Linked DNA regions of Sus scrofa: region 1 is linked to region 2. Evidence: chromatin contacts called from public HiChIP or PLAC-seq data. All regions are on one chromosome and are shown on one strand. The core of a region is the stretch at or near the end of the contact, and the rest is flanking DNA. Distances in the headings are between cores, read along the strand shown. Region 1 has its middle 14 kb from the start of NCF2. Region 2 holds the start of SHCBP1L (testicular spindle-associated protein SHCBP1L).

Region 1 (6,094 bases), core at 607-3,106, 600 kb before region 2:
TTCCACATGTAAGTGATATCATATGATGTTTGTCTTTCACTGTTTAATTTCACTTTGTATGATAATCTCTAGGTCCATCCATGTTGCTACAAACGGCATTATTTCATTCCTTTTCATGGCTGAGTAATAGTCCACTGTATATATGTACCACATCTGCTTGATCCATTCATCTGTCAAGGGACATTTAGGTTGCTTCCATGTCTTGGCTATTGTAGTAGTTGCAATGTACATTAGGGTGCCTTGTCTTTTCGAATTAGGGTTTTCTCCAAACAGATGCCCAGAAGCAGGATTGCTGGATCATACGGTAGTTCTATTTTAGTTTTTTGAGGGACCTCCATACTGTTTTCCATAGTGGTTGTACCAGTGTACATCCCTGTTGAGTGTAGGAGGGTTCCCTTTTCTCCACACCTCTCCAGGATTTATTGTTTGTAGACTTTTTGATGATGTCCAGTCTGACTAGTGTAAAGTGGTATCTTATAGCAGTTTTGATTTGCATTTCTCTAATAATTAGTGGTGTTGAACATCTTTTTTTTTTTTTTGCACTCTGTATGTCTTCTTTGGAGAAATATCTATTTAGGTCTTCTGCTCATTTTTTTGATTGGGATGTTTATTTTTTTGACATTGAGTTCATGAGTTGTTTGTATATTTTGGAGATTAATCCCTTGTCTGTTGCTTCATTTGCAAATATTTTCTCCCATTTTGTGGGTTATCTTTTCATTTTGTTTGTGTTTTTCTCTGGGGTGCAAAAACTTTTAAGTTTAATTAGGTCCCATGTATTTATTTTTGTTTTTATTTTCATTACTCTAGGAGGTGCTGGCTTTTAAATTTGATAATGGGAGTTCCCATCATGGCTCAGCAGAAATGAATCTGACTAGTATCCATGAGGAGACAGGTTCAATCCCTGGCCTTGCTCAGTGGAATAAGGATCCGGCATTGCCATAATCTGTGGTGTAGGTCTCAGGCATGACTCGGATCTGGTGTTGCTGTGGCTGTGGTGTAGGCCAGTGGCTACACTCTGATTCAACCCCTAGCCTGGGAACCTTCATATGCAAAAAAAAAAAAAAAAAAAGCAAAGCAATGGTCCTTATGTAACCCTAGAAGGTGGGGCAGAGGGATGGAGGATATTTGCCGAGCCAGTCTCCTCTGCCCTCTGACACCTTCCCCTTTCCAACACCCCCTCCCCTGCTCCCCAGCCCCGAGGAGATAAAGGAAGAGAAGCCAGTTGGATGGGGGCTCAGAGGAGGGGCACAGAGGGGCCATCATCTCCCAGGAGCAGCTAGCTCCAAAGGGGGAAAATGACAGAGCCCTGCAAAAGTTTGGAAATTTCAGAGTACAGGAGCTTGAAGAGGTTTAAACTGAGTATGCCTGGAACTGAATAAGATTATATTTTCTGCCACTAGCAGAAAAAGAGAACTAAAAATAGAAAGCTTGGAAAAATACAGACTTTTTTTTTTTTTTCATAGTTCTCTTAGTGGGAAAGTGACTATTTGCCCCCAGAGTACGAGTTGGGGAGTGGATGCTTTGGCCCGTGTTCTGTATCACCCTTATCACAAAGAGGAATTTTCCAAGCGTAGAGATCACGTAGGTGCCCTAATGAAGACAGATAAGGGGGGGGGGTGATAGTTAGGGCTCAGCTCTTGTCCTCTGGAGATTTTCATCCAGAATGTCAGCTCAGACACCAAATGGGAAAATTAGAAGGTACTAGATTTCCCCTCTGCCCTTGCCAAGAAAGATGTTTCCCAGGCCCCCGTGCCCAGGCCTGCCAGACCAAATTAGGAAAAGAGAGCCACATGACAATGAGGCTCATTTCACAGTGCTTTTCACTTCCTCATTGCTGAATGTGACTCAGGGGACACCCAGGAACCGGCTGAGGGAGAGAGGCTTCAGTTCATCGAGTGCTCCCTGTGGGTGGCTATAGGTCAAGCAAAGAGAGATGCTATGAAGAAGGGCTTCTGTAGCCTGGACCACCACCTGGGCACCTGGGCCCCTTCACTCCCTCCCCTCCCCACACCCCAGCCTAACCCTGGCCTCCAAAAGAAGCAGAAATGTCCCCTGTGTTCACTCAGGAAATGGGGGGTTCAGTTCTAAGAGCTGGACTCAGGGATCGACTTTTTCAAGTTCACAGGAACAAATGAACCTATGATGCTATGGTTTATCTCCCCAAAGGGGTTCATGGTGAACGGATGCATGGAGTAATCAGCCAAAGTGCAGAAGCCCCACCGCGGGTGCTTGAACGGTTGGGAAATCATTGCTGGAGCAAGAGCAGTCATCATAACCAATCAAGTGCTGGCTCGAGATTTTGCAACCTGGACCCAGAAGAATCACTGGAGGCCTAGACAGGTGTCATAGCTTCACACATTATAAGAAGCACAGAAAATCTTACAGAAAGCCAGGTGGCTGAAAGACAGCCAAAAATGAAAAAGGAATCCCTTTGGTTCATGGAGTACGAACATCAGGTTGGAACAGCCAATCTGCTGAAACACTTTAATTCTGAAAGAAGGCAGAATTCATTTGAATACATTTGTTCAAAATTTGAAGAACTTAAGCAGGAGCCATTTTCATCTTCTGGGAATGGTGTAGAGTATACTTTCATATGAATTGGTCCTGTCTCTATTGTTTTACTCTGGCTCAGCTTATCTCTCCAGAGTCACATGTAGGGTTTTTCAGGGCAAGCATCTTTCTCTCTCTCTCTCTCTCTTTTTTTTTTTTTTTGTTTTTGGCTGCGCACTCTCCGTGCACCCTCCCCATCCCTCCACGGGGCCAGGAATCACACCCACACCACGTCAGCAACCCCAGCCATGGCAGCGACAACACTGGCTTCCCCACCCATCAGGCCACCAGGGAACTCCAGGGCAAGAATCCTGAGCCAGCCCTTGCTTAAGAGGACACTAGAGTACGGGGATTGGGGCTTTGTAATTATTTAAGGACTTACCTAAGCTTGATATCCATCTTGGATTTCAATATTCCATTTCCCTTTCTCAGTTAAAACAACAAGTACAAAATTGAAAATAAAATGATCACAAGGTAATTTCAAAAAGCAGCTGGTTCGCGGGGACAGCATTGTGACTTTATTGCCTGAACAAAAAGAAAGTGAATTTGCTGGCCTTTGAGCTGCTAAATTTAAAACATGAACATTTGACTTCAAAACAGAACCAAGAGCCAATTTGTTAATCATTGTCCCAGAACTGAGCAAAAGCATCTGATTTTTAAAGCTACTTATTCATGGTCTACTGAATTGTTTTATTCCCCGAAACTCCATCTTGAAAGAAAAAAAAAAAAAGCCCTCTGCAAAATGACGCTTCCTGTTTGTCACCTGTTCAGTGCTTTTCCTCAGACCTGATAAGCAGGGCCCTGCTGAGTTTTGGTTCTTCCAGCTGGTACCCAGGTTGCCATAGCGATGCTAGGAGCGGAATCCAGGGTGAACGGATGTCTGAGACATCTCTGCTTGAGGCCTGAAAACAGCTTTGTGGGAGCTTCGCAGATGACACAGATGTTTCCAGAGTTAAAATGAAAGTCCCAGGGAGCAGGGATTCACCTGCTTCTTCCCCAGGCAGAAGAAAATCTAATTGTTTAAGAGTTTGACTTTGGCAGATGACCTCAGCAGTCCATCATTTCACGCATCATCTCAGGAAAGCTAGAGGTCACCAGATCCTCGGTCCCACCTGCAGGGACAATCTGCTCCCTGCCTGCCTCTCTGTCAAGGTGCCCTAGCCCGAGCCAGAGAAGAATTTTGGACCCTCCTATGGCTCCATGGGATGAGAGAAGTACGGCCCAGGGCAATGGCAAAGGGGACGGATGGGGCTGTGGGGCCAGTTTCTTTCAGCTGAAAATGCTGGAGACTGGGGCCCCGGGGCCAGCTCCCCGAGGCACAAGCACCACAGCTGACGAAGGAAGAACACAGGGCTATGCCAGGGATTCCAAATCCAAATTTCCCAGACAGTTGTTACATTTCTGGCTATTTTTGGTTAGAGCTCCGATTGGACCCCTAGCCTGGGAACCTCCATATGCCACAGGTACAGCCCTAGAAAGACAAAAAAGTAAAGAAAGAAAGAAAGAAAGATAGGAGGGGAATTCCCATCGTCAAATCCTGCCCTGCCCCTAAGCAGGAAAGCATCGTTCCTTGGGGAAAAAAAAAGGTTTAGTTGTTGTGTTGTTTGTTTGTTAATTAGGGGGGAAATCTTTGACCTCCTTTGGATTGTGGCAAAGAAGAACATTGCCAAACTGTATCCAGAATAGGTGAGATGCTTCCGAAGTGGCAATTTCTCTTTGCCTCTTTTTTTTTTTTTTTTTCCTTTTGCCACCCAGAGGCATATGGAGTTCCCCAACCAGGGATTAGATCTGAGCCACAGCTGTGACCTATACCACAGCTGCAGCAACTTGAGGTCCTTAACTCACTGTGCCAGACAGAGATGGAACCCATGTCCCAGAGTTCCAGAGATGCTGCAGATCCCATTGGGCCACAGTGGGAACTCCTCTTTCCCTCTTCTTTATTGAGCACACATTGCCCTTGGAGTCAGACAGACCTGCATTTTAATCATGGTAATTTATGAGCTCTGTAACCTTGAGCAAGTTACTTAAGTAAGACTCAGCTTCCTTTACTATCAATGGGTTTTGTAGCCACAAGTGAAGCCTGTGCACAAGTGCTTGAACCTTGCTGGCGCACAGTGAGAGCTCAATACAAAGTGACAGCGACTCAGGATTAGCATTAGTTGCCCCTCCTACCCCGAAAAGGGTTCAGCCTCTGCAACTTCAGCAATTAGATGCATAATTATCCTCAAGGGGAAGCTTGCAAATATGGACTTGAGCTCATCTTTGGGGACTCACAGTGGCAAATAAGCAGTCACACTGGGAAGAAGACATCTTAGAAAGGGCTGGGCGGGTCCTGCTCTGCTTTTCTTTTTTCTTTTCTTCCTTCCTTCCTTCCTTTTTTCTTTCTTTCTTTCTTTCTTTCTTTCTTTCTTCCTTTCTTTCCTTCTTTCCTTCTTTCCTTCTTCCTTCCCTCCCTCCCTCCTTCTTTCCTTCCTTGCTTTCTTGCTTTTTAAGGCCACACCCAGGGCATATGGAGGTTCCCAGCCTAGGGGTCCAATCGGATCTACAGCTGCTGGCCTACACCACAGCCACAGCAACACCAGATCCAAGCTGCATCTGTGACCTACACCACAGCTCATGGCAGCGCTGGATCCTTAACCCACTGAGCGAGGCCAGGGATCCAGCCTACATCCTCATGGATGCTAGTCAGAGTCCTTTCCACTGAGCCACTACGGAAACTCCTACAGTTGCTTCTTGATGTTTCCTTGTCCAAGTAAGGACCACTTCTCCAGGCTTCAGAAGTCCTTATTCCCCAACCTTCTTTCCAGGATTCTATGCCCCAGGGGACAGGGATGGAAGGAGAAAGCAAGAAAGGATCTGGAAGGACCATGGCTGCCAGAAACAGATGTCTTACCTATAGCCTGTAAGCAGACAACTGGAGAGGGAGAGAAGAGGTATGAAAAACTCTGTTTAGGGGGAATTATGATAGATTCTAAATGGGACATCCACTTTTTGTGTCAAAGGGGACTTTCACAGCATTCAATGATACTGACAGAATGTGATGAATTCTGTGGCTTGAATTGTACCTCCGTGTAACAAAGCATTCTGCAAAGCTTTCAGGTGCTAGAATTCTAAGGAGGAAATAACTACAGAGCTGAGAGCAGGCAAAACCAGAAACCGAGAGAAAGCTGCCTGGACCTGGGACAGAGGGGGCACTGAGTGTCCAAGGGCCAGGCTGGCAAGGGCAGGGCCCAGCTGGCCATGAGGCTTTTGCTCAAGGCAGCAGGAGTGGGAGGGTGGGAATGTCACAGCAGAGGACTAGCACCCCACGAAGCCGACAAGACCATTTGTTCATTCTTCTGTCATAAATTTGGAAATCCCAAAGCACCCACTGCCCGTTGGTGGCCGTGCGGCCCTTTCACATAGCATTCCTTTCCGTCTCAGGACAGGCCAGCAAAGGAGGCACCATTTTTATAACCATTTTGCTGATGAGGGCACTGACGCTCTGGAGAACTGGCATGACTTATGAAAGCTGGCTTAGGAGAACTGGCATGACTTATGAAAG
Region 2 (5,478 bases), core at 875-3,374:
CAGAGGTTTTGCAGCATGGGACCCTTCAGTTTCTCTTAATTCTGAGCCCAACTTTGCATCTATAGTCAACACTAGGAGGAAAGGAAGGTGACTCTGTCAATCTAAATTAACCTAGGAGGCAATAATCAGGCAAAAAATATTTACTTGGGATCAAAGAATTACATAGAATTGCAACCCAAACAGTGTCCCATCAGGGAGCAAAAGTCAGGGGCAAAAAATGGAAAAAGGGGGGAAAAAGACAAAAAAGGGCATTGTGCATTACAAAGGCTTCCATTGGCTTGTTAAATCTGTGGATGCAAAACTGCAGAGACAGAGGGCCAGCTGTAAAGGTATATGTGGATTTTTGATTGTGTGGGCCTTGTTACCCTAAAATCCCACACTGCTCAAGGTCCAATGTATTTGTGGTTCGGCCTGGTTCAAGAGTTTATGGTCCACCAGAGAGGACACGAGCGAGGTCCACCTCAATGGCCTCCTGGCTCCATTTTAAAGGGTCAGGGAACAGACACTGCTTTCATAACCAAGATTCGGCTTAAGCATCACTTCTTCTGAGAAGGAAAGTCAGTTCTTCTCACAAAGTGGGGAACACACATATATTAAAACATAGATGTGTGTGCGTATATATAAGTTTTTATCATAGTTTTTACCAAATTCTATCACCTATTTACCCATTTGTCCCCTTCACTAGGATTATGAGAACAGAATTTTGTATTTTATGTCTAGAACTTCGGTATCTATGCATTGCCTGGCACATAGCAGCTCCCTTACAAATACTTGTTTTCTTTTCCCTTCCCTCCCTTCCTCTCTCCCTCCCTTTCTTCCTTCCTTCCCCTGGGAGGCAGCTGTTGTTTTTAAACTTTAGACTAAGACAAGTGGTCTCTATTATTCTGAACCTTGGAATTTAAAAAAAATACAAAATTTATTAAAACCAACGTTCTGAAGAATGCTGGTGTAAACTATCCACTTGTGGTAAATGAAATCTATAATTAGAGAATCATTAAAAAAAAATCCAGGACTTCTGACAAAAGGAATAAACTTAGAGGAAGTTTAGAGGAAGGAATAAACTTAGAGGAATCAACTTTAAGGAATAAACTTGGAGGCTCAGCGGGTTATGAACCTGACTAGTATCCATGAGGATGCAGTTTCCATCCCTGGCCCAGCTTAGTCAACACTGCCATGAGCCCTGGTGTAGGTGGCGAGAGATGGCTGGGATCTGGCATTGCTGTCGAGTGTCGGCCAGCAGCTGTAGCTCCAATTTCACCCCTAGCCTGGAAGCTTCCATAGCTGCAGCTACGGCCCTAAAAAGAAAAAAAAAAAAAAAGAAAGTAATAAACTTAAGAGTCAAACATGATGAATGTTGTAATTATTCCCTGAGCTAGAGTAACACGATATTAATCCTAATATTTTCCTCAAAATAAACTCCAAATTTAACACAATGTCCTTCCAGATGAGGGTGAAGGCAGGCAGGTGTTTTCCCAATGCTGTTTCTCTCCGTGGGAGCTGTCAGCCCCAGTGCAGTACTTCACAGCTGGACTATAAACAAAAGTTATTCCAATTGGCTCCGCTTAGGTTCAATAGCAAAAAAAAAAAAAAAAAAAAAAAAAACAGAAACGAGTGGTCCCTGCCGTCCAAATTGTATTCCGTGGAGTAGACTTTTACTGTGAAAGTGTTCACAGTTCGCGCACATTACTCTCAGCTGGACACGAGCGCCCAGCTTCACAGTTACATAATATAGTCTCTCACGTGAGAATTTTCAGCAGCACAAAGGGACATGAAAATAGACTACCTTACCCTTCTTGGCAGAAACTGTCTTGCTTAAAATGTCAAAGAAATTTTATTTTGGGAACCCTGTGCAGATGCTGCGGGAAACCGAGGTCTCCGGACTCCCCACGAAGTTCCTCTAGTAATCACCAGAAAGTTCCAGTTATCATCGCCACCCAGTTTACCAATAAATTTTCTTTCAGGCTGTGTCTGTGCGGCCATGGGTGTGCTGGAGGGTTGGGTGCTGCCTCCGCTTGTTCGGACCTGAGGACCCGGAGGGCGACTCAGGGTCACCCTGAAAACGCCTGAGGAGCCCATGGCAACCCTCCCCGAGGAGGCAATTCTGTTTCTGGAGAGTTCTGAGGCGAGCGGGGTGAGGTCAGAGCCAGCAGCCGGGGGGCGGACTCCCAGAGCAGTGGCGCCCCTCCCCCGCCTCAGGCCACGCGGTCCAACTCTTCCAGAACCTTCCTTCCGCCCCGCCCCGTCGCGCCCGCCCCGCAGCAGCCCTACTCACCTCAACCTCCAGAACCCCTTCGGACACGGGCCGCGCCGAGCGCCCCACGCCGCAGCGGGATCCCCGCGAGCCGCCGCCGCGCACGTTGCGGGCCCTGAGGCCTCTGCTCGCCCATTGGCCCGCGCCGTCCGGGCGGGAGAAGTGGCCAACGGCCGCCGCTGGCCGTCAGGGTGCTGCGGCCATGGCGTCGGGACCCAGGCCCGCGGTGCCTGAAGACTCGGTCCGAACCGTCAGCCCCGGCCGGCGAGGCGAGAAGACTGTCTCCGCGCCCACTGGGGAGTTGGAGGCGGCAGGGACCCTGAAGAGCGTCGTGTCCCCGGTGCGGTCGGTGGTGGCCTCCCCTCGTCGCGTGAAGGGGAAAGCGGGCCGGGAGGCGGCCCGGCGGCGACTCCAGCTCCTGTCGGTCTCTCAGGCCGAGGGCCCGGGGGAGGGGCCCGACGAGAAGGAGGAGCCCCTTCTGTCGGTGCTGGAGGAGGATGACGAAGAGGCGCAGCCGCTGCCCCCAGTCTGCGTGTCCCCTACGAGGGGGATGTGGCGGGACGAGAAGGTGGCGCTGTATTGCGACGGGATCCTGCAGGACTGCAAGGTGAGAAGGAGACGGAGAAGGGCGGGAATCCAGCCTAGACGGACTCGGGGCTTCCTTTTGTGGTGATGGGGTACCGAGGGCACAAAGAAAGCCTACATTTCAGAGCTCCCGCTGTGGCGCGACAGGATGGGCAGCCTCTTGGGAGCGCTGGGACGCGGGTTGCGTCCCCTGTCCCGCACAGCGGGCACAGCATCCTGCATTGCCGCGGTTGCGGCTTGGATCTCATCCTTGACCCTGGAGCTCCAATATGCCGCAGAGTGGCAAAAAAAAAAAGAAAAAAAAAAAAGAAAGAAAGAAAGAAAAGCTTGCATTTCAACAAAATACATGTGCTAAACATTTATAGGGATTTCACTTTGTTAGAGGTATCCAGACCCTGTTAAAAGAGTTACAATTAGATTTTCCTTCAAACAGACGATATATCAGTTAAGGGGACAGTTTTGATAGAATAATTCTCTGGTTTTCCGATGGTTGAAGATAGATAGACCTTATTAGTGCCCAGGTAGGCATCTTGTTTTCATATAACAATCAGTGCCCAGGGAGTTCCTGCTGTGGCTCAGCGGTAAGGAACTTTTCTAGTATCCATGAAGATGCAGGTTCTATCCCTGGCCTAGCTCAGTGGGTTAAGGCACCAGCGTTGCAGTGGCTGTGGCATAAGCCAACAGCTCTAGCTCCAATTCAGCCCCTAGCCTGGGAACTTCCATATGCCGCAAGTGTAGCCCTAAAAGATCAAAAAAAAAAAAAAAAAAAAAAAAGTGTGCCCAAACAGAAGGATAAGATTATTTAGCCTTGACTTTTACACAATACTAAAAACGTTTACACTTTAAGAATCATTCCCAGACATCAGTCTAGGATGTGGAATGAGGCTTTGTAAAGAAAATAGAGCAAATATTGTATATTTCTAACTTTTTTATTTTTTGCGTTTTAAGGCCTCACATGTGGCATATGGAAGTCCCCAGGCTAGGAGTCTAATCACAGCTGCAGCTATGGCCCTACACCACAGCCACTGCAGTGCCAGATTTGAGGCGCCCCTGCAACCTACACCACAGCTCATGGCAACACCAGATACTTAACCCAGTGAGTGAGGCCAGGGATCAAAGCCGAGTCCTCATGGATACTAGTCGGATTCGTTACCACTGAGCCACAGTAGGAACTCTTTTTTTTTTCTTTTAAGTTATAGCAGAAGAATTTGTGTAGAAGGATTTCACTGCACTGACATTTATAAAATTTAAAAACTGGAAACTAAATTTCTGAATGGGGGCTATAAAGAACTGTGGTGGCTTCATATAATGGAAAACCATGCAGATGTAGTAGCTATATTCTTCAGGAGCTATAGATATACTTATGCTATAATGTTAAGTTAAAAAAAAAAAAGACAAAATAAAAATATGATTCATTGTGTAGATGAATAAATGCATAGAAAAAAGACAGGAAGGAAATGCACCAAAATGTCAACAATGGTTATTTTGGCTGCCAGGATTAGGGGTGGTTTTTGTTTTCCTTATATTGTCTATTTTTTCAGATTTTCTGTAGGTTAATCATATTTTATAATGAGAAGAAAATTTTATTTTTAAAAATACCATTACCATAAAGCTAGCATGGTATTTAATGACCAACTTATATCTAATGTTAAGGGTCAGAGAAGGCTAGACCTCTTAAAGGCAATTGAAAAACATTTCCATAAATTACTGTGTTGTGTCATTAATCAGTCAGAGACTAATGACCGAGTTTCATAATAGCTTAGATTACTTATCATCCTTGAGGTAGCTGAATTGAAATGTAAAAAATCAAATAGCCAAATATTTATTGAATGCTTAATATGCTTATTTGTTTTATAGAATGATTTCCATTTAAAATTTTTATGTACTAAGTTTTAAATAGATCATTACATCTTGAAGTTTAGAAAAAATAATTACTAAGTTTTAAAAAATAATTACTATGTTTTATATGTATAATTACAGTACTTTAATTTTTTGTTTATATTTTTCATTGATAATTTCCCAGGTTTTTCAATCTTTGAGGGTATATTGGTTTCATTTTTAACTAGAAATCAGTAAAAATAGTTATATATAAATCTATAATTTAATATATTTATACATATGTATTTTTTCTCTTGCTAGGCAGAAGAAGCTGATGACGCCATGAGTAAATATCTATCAGAGAAATTAAAGTTGAAAGACAAATGGCTTGGAGTCTGGAAGACTAATCCTGAGTTATTCTTTGTGAAGTATGAAGAAGCTTCTATCCCTTTTGTTGGTATACTGGTTGAGGTAAATAATTTTCACCTGATTTTTGTTCTTTGGGTGAAATTATCAGTTCTTTTTAAGACCAAACTATAACCTTATTGAGGCTTTGATACTTAAAAGTTGACAAACGTTTACTTCTACTTTAATTCTCTAAGCAGATTAATAGTGTAAAAGAAAGTAAGGAGGAATATTAGCACCGATTTTCCTGTAAACTATTATATTAAATCAAATCTAATAGTATTATATTTATTAAACTAGTTTCAACTGCTCAAATCTTGTAAAAATAACAAAAGCACATCTCTTAAAAATTAGTAATTTAGGCTTTAACTAACTTGGACCTTTTCCCCAATCATTTCTCTTTAATTTTCATTTTTCTG

The links. HiChIP or PLAC-seq counts read pairs in DNA pulled down with a chosen protein or histone mark.
Region 1: a contact with region 2 is called in an H3K27ac HiChIP or PLAC-seq map of skeletal muscle, with 3 times the contacts expected there. The contact joins the enhancer-like site here to the promoter of SHCBP1L in region 2. A contact is called at or near these places in 6 of 47 Hi-C or Micro-C datasets (embryonic fibroblasts, epiblast stem cells, heart right ventricle and 3 more) and 1 of 2 datasets of contacts at active chromatin or transcription factors (skeletal muscle).

Annotation. Positions count from the first base shown.
Region 1 is chr9:124,818,918-124,825,011 of Sscrofa11.1, reverse strand. No RefSeq gene overlaps it. Among named protein-coding and RNA genes, the nearest start is that of NCF2, 14 kb to the right of the region's middle. Within about 2 kb of position 1,856, at least 38 of the 83 cell types and tissues checked have an H3K27ac peak or open chromatin away from gene starts, as enhancers often do. A contact at or near this core is called in omental adipose tissue, retroperitoneal adipose tissue and skeletal muscle, where this site is marked.
Region 2 is chr9:124,218,496-124,223,973 of Sscrofa11.1, reverse strand. SHCBP1L (testicular spindle-associated protein SHCBP1L) reads left to right here and starts at 2,124. Exons shown (of 10, transcript XM_021063784.1): 1 at 2,124-2,858; 2 at 4,976-5,125. The coding sequence starts at 2,454.